Regions from separate parts of the Sus scrofa genome. Here region 2 is linked to region 1. The links are chromatin contacts, called in public HiChIP or PLAC-seq maps. All regions are on one chromosome and are shown on one strand. The core of a region is the stretch at or near the end of the contact, and the rest is flanking DNA. Distances in the headings are between cores, read along the strand shown.

Region 1 (3,618 bases), core at 15-2,514:
AATATTAAGCCATAAACCCCTCACTCCAATCCCTTCCAGGCTGGAGAACGTTTCAAACCCAGCTTTTCCAGTCTTCTTACTTCCTAATCTACCTGCTCCTTTTTCTCCATCGTTACCTAAAAATCTAAGTGACAGCGCTCATGCATTCTGCCTCCTGGTAACGTCCCTGCAGGTGACACTCACTCAGCACCACCCCATTCCACCCCCCAGTTCACTCAAAATTTTACAGTAGTTAAAGGTCACTTGCCGCTAGCTAGCTTAGGGGCTAAGTTATAAGTTATGGCAGCAGAGAAACATTGCCAGGCTGCTTCTATATTGAGACAATAGCTTTTATGTTCCTGAAGCTTCATAAGCCCTACTGTTTCTCTATTGCAACAATGTAGGAATTAGCAAGAATTTGAACATTTGGAGTAAAATTTTGGATTAGAATAAGTTGGGAAGAAGAGGAAAAGGATAAGCTGGGTAGAGAGGAGATTCTACCTCACTTAATGAAAAAGTAACTTCCATTTTCAGACCAGGAAGCAATTTGTTCAGATTTTGCTTACCCTGGAGTCTCAGGCTTCCTTCCAAGGTAGGAGAAAGAGTCAGGAAGGGGAGTAACCATGGCAACCTGCCCAGCTATGAGGGCAAGGACAGTATGGGGCTCTACTGACTCAGACTTTTTATTTCTAGCCGAGGCCCTCAGTTTAGTCCGGGTGGTCCCTCCTTTCCCACTTCCTTCTGCTATGATGCTGACTTCAGGGGGAAGGATTGCTCCCTTTCTGTAGAGAGTCTGGGGGCGGGGGAGGGAGGTGGGAAAGACTTAAATGAGACCAGAGGAGGTCAGCTTGACCAAACTAAACTGCAGGCGCCAGGCAGAGAACAGAGAGTAACTCTCAGTCCGTTTCGCATAAGCCCAGCAAACTCCCTGGCTTTGTTAATATTAGGTGCTTAAGTGATTAACATTTTTCAGGTAGGCGGGTGGGGTCCAACTTTGACAAAGAAATTCCCTATTCCACTGTCAGTTTTCACCCAGGTACATAATTCAGTGGTTCAGTGGTTCAGGGAGCAAAATGAAAACAAAACATAAAATAAAGCATTCTAAGCACATTAGATTACCAGTCTTCCCAATAAGCCTTGGGGGTAGGTATTATTATTCTTTCCAGATAAGAAAGCTTAAGTACAGAGAGATGATGCAATCTGCTCATGGTCACATGAGCACCAGTGCTGTCTGTGGGATTTGAACTGAGGCAATGGGCTCCAGAACCCACACTCTCAACCACCACTCCCACCACTCAGCTGTGCTAGGTGGGAAGGGGAAGCCAGCCTGTGTGCTTGCCCCTTATGTCCATACTTAGCGTCATTTGTTCCCCTCACCAGAAATTAGCATGTCCTCTGTAGAAGGGGACTAGATGGCCTCCTTTCCTTCTGAGTCACAGGACTAATCCAGGCAGGATACATTACCATGAGTTAGGTTTCCCTTAAGCCGACAGATCTGACACTACAGCTATTTCAACTAAATGTGACTCCTGCCTACCTCTGTGCAGTTCAGTGGCACAGCTTCGACTTTAGAATTACACAGCAGTGCTCAAGAATTTTCAAATACCACATCCTGTTACACAGGTGTTTCATACTGCCAGTCGAGTTCTCATTCTGGTTCTGCCTGGAGGGTAGAACACCTTATGCGTTTGGTCAAATATCAAAACCTCCCCAACCAGTCCACTTTCAAGCCTTCCACTGGCCATTAGGGCAACTTAACACCCTGGAGAGCTCTGTCTTTGGCACCCTTCTCAAATCTTTCAGCATCTTATTTTTGTCTCCAAGAAAAGCATTAATTAAATCCTCAAGTCAGGAGAGACTGAGGAAGGGAAACACATGAAACCTTCAAAGCTATTCTGGTAAAAAATATTGGTGGTAGCAAGGACAGGCTTACAGACATATGAGGGGAGAAGGAGAAATGAAGCAGTGCATACTGGCTGTACCACTAACAGCCTGTGTCTTCGCAAAGCCTCCTGCTGACCAAAGCTTCTGCCTTCCTGCTTTCTAAATCTTCAGGTAACTGCGGCCGAGGAGGCCCATAAATATCACCCCAACTGGCTGGTCAGTAGCTTCCAGGGATCCCTGGACCCCCTCAAGCCAACGAGCATCTTAAAAGCAATTCCCTTCAACCCAAACAAGATGGCTGAAATCCATTCAACCTCTTGGACAACACAAGTAAGCTAATGCACAGGAATTTAGGCTTTTAGTTGAATCCACAACTATAAAAAGTTTTGAGTGGAAATGCAGACTCTGGATTCTGCCCTTAACAAATGAGGCAAGGCTTTGAATAAGTGCCATGCTCCTGTCCCTCTCTCACATCGTCAGGAGAAGATCTGATGGGTCCAAGATCATCAGAATGGCAACGACCAGTGTGTCAAGGCTCAAAGTTGGAAGACGTTCCCTTCCCATCTGCCTGTTCTGGCCATACATTAAAATGGAGAAGGGTATAGCTTAAGAAGAACTGATTTCTTAGGCAGCCATTTGGATAAGAAGAGACAGGGCCGGGAGTGGGAAGGGAAGGGGAAGTGAAGTTATTCATCACCAACAGGAAAAAAAACGAGACTGCTCTAGGAGGATCCCGATTAGGGATGTAGAAGAAATAACCTGTACCAGAAATACACACTGGGGAAAACCACCAGGCCTCCTTTGTGCTCTCCCAACAAGACTATCCACACTGCACAGGGCACAGTGTATTAAACGTAGCATTGTTTACTGCCACACACCTAGCACTTCAACCAAAAGAGACCTTCCCCAAAGATTAAGGAGAGCTCGATCCCAAATACTCTCGAATTCTCAAGGCAATAAACTTTCTGCTAGTGTCATGGAGGCCTATTTCCCTTCCATGAGGGAGAGGCGGAACCTGGAATGGGCAGAGCACTGGGCCCAGGGGAGGGCAGCCTAACCAAGGTCTGGCTGCTGGCTGAAGAAGCCAGGTGGAGGTGTCACAGAGAATGGAGGCAAGCCATTTGGTATCTAAGCTCCCCCATTCCCAGCTAGTTCCTCCTTCCTCAACACCCAGTTGACACTCCTGTGTGGGGAGCCAACCTCAAGACTGCAGGAAGATCAATTATATATCCCATCAAAGCCATTCCAAGAGCCTTATCAGACAGACGTCTTGAAAGCATTTTTGCAGCTGCCTTCTTTGCTCAGCCATTCCTTCTGTTTGAGTGAGTTCTACCTCCCTCTCCCCCACTCCAGTGCTTTGCCTGATTAGGGCCAGAAATTTTTTCATTAAGTCACTTTATAGTGCAATAACAACATTTACTATTCATGAAGTCGCCCTTCCATAATTTTTAAGTCTTTCCATGTGTCTGGAAGCTTATTTCTCCTCTTCTCATTTTACAGAGTGCCTCTCTTGCTTCCAAACACAAACTAAAAAGAAAAAGGATAAGATTGGGAGGGGGTGGAGTGGGGGTGTGGAGATAACATCCAGATTCTTTAAGTGTTTTTAATCCAGTTAGATTTCCCTTTGGATCCAAACGGCTCCCTGCTAAAACTGACTGTGGACCTGAATTCCAGGCTAAGAATTAAGTCAAGAGGAAAGGGCAGCAGAAACAAATAACAGAGTCAGCTCTATGCTATGAAAACCGCTATGTTGAC
Region 2 (3,743 bases), core at 774-3,273, 110 kb after region 1:
ATCAAAGCTACAGTTCAGGCTTACACCACAATCATAGCAGTGCCAGACGGAGCCATGGCTGCAACCTACGCCACAGCTTGGGGCAATGCAGGATCCTTAACCCACTGAGCAAGACCAGGGATTGAACCTGCATCCTCATGGACACTGTCAGGTTCTCAACCCGTGGAGCTACAATGGGAACTCCTGTGCCTTGTCCTAATACCTTGATGTGCATAAATGCCACAAAACATACATCACGTTAATGGAATACTTTTTACAAACAAAATACAGTTTCAGGTGTTGCAGGTTTTGTCTTTATATCAAAAACATCTTGACCAAATTTTATTTAAAACATTAAATTGTCAAGTGATATTAGCTTTGGACTAAATTATGTCACTTTAATGGGCTGCTCTGATATCATGCAGAGCTTAATCTGCCTCTGCCCTTTGTTTCTGCCCTTTCTTGTCTACTTGTCAGTCAAAATATGAAGGCCAAGAAGTATGTAGTTCCCTGGATAATTACTGCTGTGTCGGACTGAATCATGTAAAATTTCACATTCTCTAACTTGTAATTTAGAAATCATTAACAAACGTAGACATTAATAATATGTAAATGATTGCATACCTATGTTCCCATAAAACTTTATTACGCAAAAAAAAGAAAAGAAATTTGATAATGCCTTAAATCTGAATTTGGAGCTTCTAATGTTTAATTAGCATGCACCATAAAACATCAATTTCCCAAGTTTTGTTCTCTACAGATGGGATATTCTATGTCAGGGGATATATTTTTAGGTGGTAATCCTCAAGGCCATTTCTGACTTGTACATGAACTCTTTAAAATTAATCCACTGGGCGACTGGATTATTTAATGCAAGGAGTGATTAAAGATGGTACCTAAAACAGGTATCATGATTCCAAAAGTGCCTGACTTTTCCCACCACTTTCAAGGTGTATTAATGGATGTGACAGCTTTAAATGACTGGTGAAATAAGAATTCAAGCTATGGTTTTTAAACATTTTTGTGGAAAGATTTTAATGCATTTCCCAGTAGACAGTTCAGCTGAGATGGTCTTTTATTATCTAGCATGGATGATTTAAGAATCTACATTTTAATAAAGATACAAATGAACTTATTTAAAGAAACAAATAGATTCACGAGACATAGAAAACAAAGTTATGGTTACCAAAGGGGAAAGACGGTGGGGAGGGATAAATTAGGAAATTGAGATTAACACACACACACTACTGTATGTAAGAGAGATAACCAACAAGGACCTACTGTATAGCACAGAGAACTATACTCCATATTTTGCAATAACCTATAAGGGAAAGAATCTCAAAAAGAGTAGATATATCTGGGTATATGTATAACTGAATCACTTTGCTGAACACCTGAAATATTGTAAATCAACTATACTTTGATAAAAATAAATAAAAAATAAAAATTTTAACAACAAAATCTATGTTTAATAAACACATAAAAGACACACCCTACTTTAGCTATGTGTGATTATATGTAGGTCTGTCTGTACATACAGATGTACATATACATGTATAGTTTTGACACATCCCACTTTAGCTATGTAACAGTATCAGTATCCTATATGTATGATTTTAAACTCTATTTTAGCTGTGTGTTGGTTTTTCCCCTTCTGACCATATAATTCTATTTTAAATATGAAGTAAAATGGCTTAAGATATTAATTATAGAAACAAGCTTCCCTGAGTCATGCAGTGACCTTCCTCTACCCTACCTCCACCCCACTGCCTCCCACTGTTATTTTTGCATAACCCACTTTCTTTAATGAAACAGAGATTTCCTTTCCAAGAAATGAGCGCAAGCTCAGACTGAAAAGATGAAAATGCTGATGGTAGTGTCTAGTCTATCCAAGTTCATTTTTCCAGGTATGTGTTCTCTATGCACTGTCATTCTGCTGGTGGCGTAAGAGTCAATTCTTACAGTAGAATTGTCTCCTATCTCTAAGGAAACCAAGAATGACCATTAAGAAAAAAATACATATGAAATTACACTGCTGAGAATTTTTACGCCCCCCTCCTCTGACGGTAGAAGGACCGTTGTCTTGCAAAGGCAAAACTAGCAAGAATTTTACACTTTTTGCTTAAACATTAAACAGATATATGTCCATTTAAAATTTCTGCCCTGAATAAAGTAGACAGATGGATTTTACCTCAGGAAAAGGTGGAACGAATTTCCTTTAAGTGTGAGCTGGGTAGAAGGCACTGTTTTGTCTTTTCATCTCAGGTTTGATCTAGAGGAAGTAAGAGGCTTTATCTCTGAGTCTGAAGAATTAAAGGAGGATGAAAACGGGATTACAGTATTTGATACGGACTCCCTATTGTTTTGTGTCATGATTTAAATCATTTGTTCACAGTTGGTCACAAGACCTCAGTCTCTATTCCATGCTAGGAATGTATTCTTTCAAAAACAGGAAGCAACACTTGAAGTAACTGCAGATTTACAGTGACTACCAGGCTGAGCCCTGGTCTTTGTCGCTGCTTTCCTGTTGTGGTCTGGAGGAAGTGGCAAAGAGAAAAGAGAGAAGGTGGGGGAGGCGGCTTAATTACAATGAAGGGTTAGACTGAGCCTGACTCCATCTTAGTGGACTGGGTGATGAAAACACTTTAAACAGTTGCCAACAGTTTAAAACAGTTGAAAGTATGTGACATCTCACCTACATCAACAAGCAGGAGTTAAAGGTTAAATCACACACACTCAAGTGCTGGGAAAAGGATATGTTTATGTCATCAACTTTCTTTGTTCTAGGCCCACCCTATGTCAACAGGAGGACAGACACATTCCCTGGTTGGAGCCATCAGGGACAATAGAGACTGATCCACAATTTGTGCATGACAAATCCCCTCCTATGCACTTGTAGTTTGCTCCTAGTTCCATGGATTTCTTCATGGTTTTCTACATATTTTCAAATAGCTATGTATTTAGAACAATGTGATTTTGATCTTTTTTCTTTCTTCATCCAGATTCTTGGGGTCCCAAGTATGAAGCTTATTTTACTTTGTTTGTCTTTTTTTTACAGCCACTCCCTCAGCATATGGAGGTTCCCAGGCTAGGGGTCAAATCAGAGCTGTAGCTGCTGGCCTACACCACAGCCAACAACAATGCGGGATCCGAGCTGCATCTGTGACCTACAACATAGCCACAGCAACGCCAGATCATCAGCGCACTGAGTGAGGTCAGGGATAGAACCTGCATCCTCATGAATGCTAGTCATAATCGTTTCTGCTGAGCCACAATGGGAACTCCTAAAGCTTAGTTCAAAAGGAGAAAAATCTTGGAAGGGGAAGGTTTTTTCTTTTTACCAGCTTTCTATGTTGACTCCAAATTCAGTGAGTACCCACTTTAAAATCCTTTAGGTGGTATGGGTGTATAACTGGTGCTCACACATGAGAAGGACTTTTTGGGAAAAGCATTTAGTGCCCTTCACAAAGTTCTGAAAGGTTGAGTAGGAGATTTCTTGACCAAGTTAAGAAATATTTAATTTTTTTTTTTTGTCTTTTTGTATTTTCTAGGGCTGCACCCATGGCATATGGAGGTTCCCAGGCTAGGGGTCTAATCAGAGCTGTAGCCACCGGCCTACACCAGAGCAACAGCAATGCCAGATCCGAGCCACGTCTGCAACCTACACCACAGCTCACCGCAATGCCAGATCCTTAACCCACTGGGCGAGGCCAGGGATCGAACCTGCAAACTCATGGTTCCTAGTTGGATTCGTTAACCACTGA

What was found. HiChIP or PLAC-seq counts read pairs in DNA pulled down with a chosen protein or histone mark.
Region 2: a contact with region 1 is called in an H3K27ac HiChIP or PLAC-seq map of alveolar macrophages. The contact joins two enhancer-like sites. A contact is called at or near these places in 1 of 5 promoter capture datasets (liver), 8 of 47 Hi-C or Micro-C datasets (alveolar macrophages, brain, heart right ventricle and 4 more) and 2 of 2 datasets of contacts at active chromatin or transcription factors (alveolar macrophages and skeletal muscle).

The regions. Positions count from the first base shown.
Region 1 is chr16:24,641,402-24,645,019 of Sscrofa11.1, forward strand. All of the region lies in intron 2 of DAB2 (disabled homolog 2), which reads right to left. Among named protein-coding and RNA genes, the nearest start is that of C9, 67 kb to the left of the region's middle. Within about 2 kb of position 1,265, at least 17 of the 83 cell types and tissues checked have an H3K27ac peak or open chromatin away from gene starts, as enhancers often do. A contact at or near this core is called in alveolar macrophages, where this site is marked.
Region 2 is chr16:24,753,413-24,757,155 of Sscrofa11.1, forward strand. All of the region lies in intron 1 of DAB2 (disabled homolog 2), which reads right to left. All of the region lies in intron 2 of LOC102163534 (a long non-coding RNA gene), which reads left to right. Among named protein-coding and RNA genes, the nearest start is that of DAB2, 22 kb to the right of the region's middle. Within about 2 kb of position 2,024, at least 25 of the 83 cell types and tissues checked have an H3K27ac peak or open chromatin away from gene starts, as enhancers often do. A contact at or near this core is called in alveolar macrophages, where this site is marked.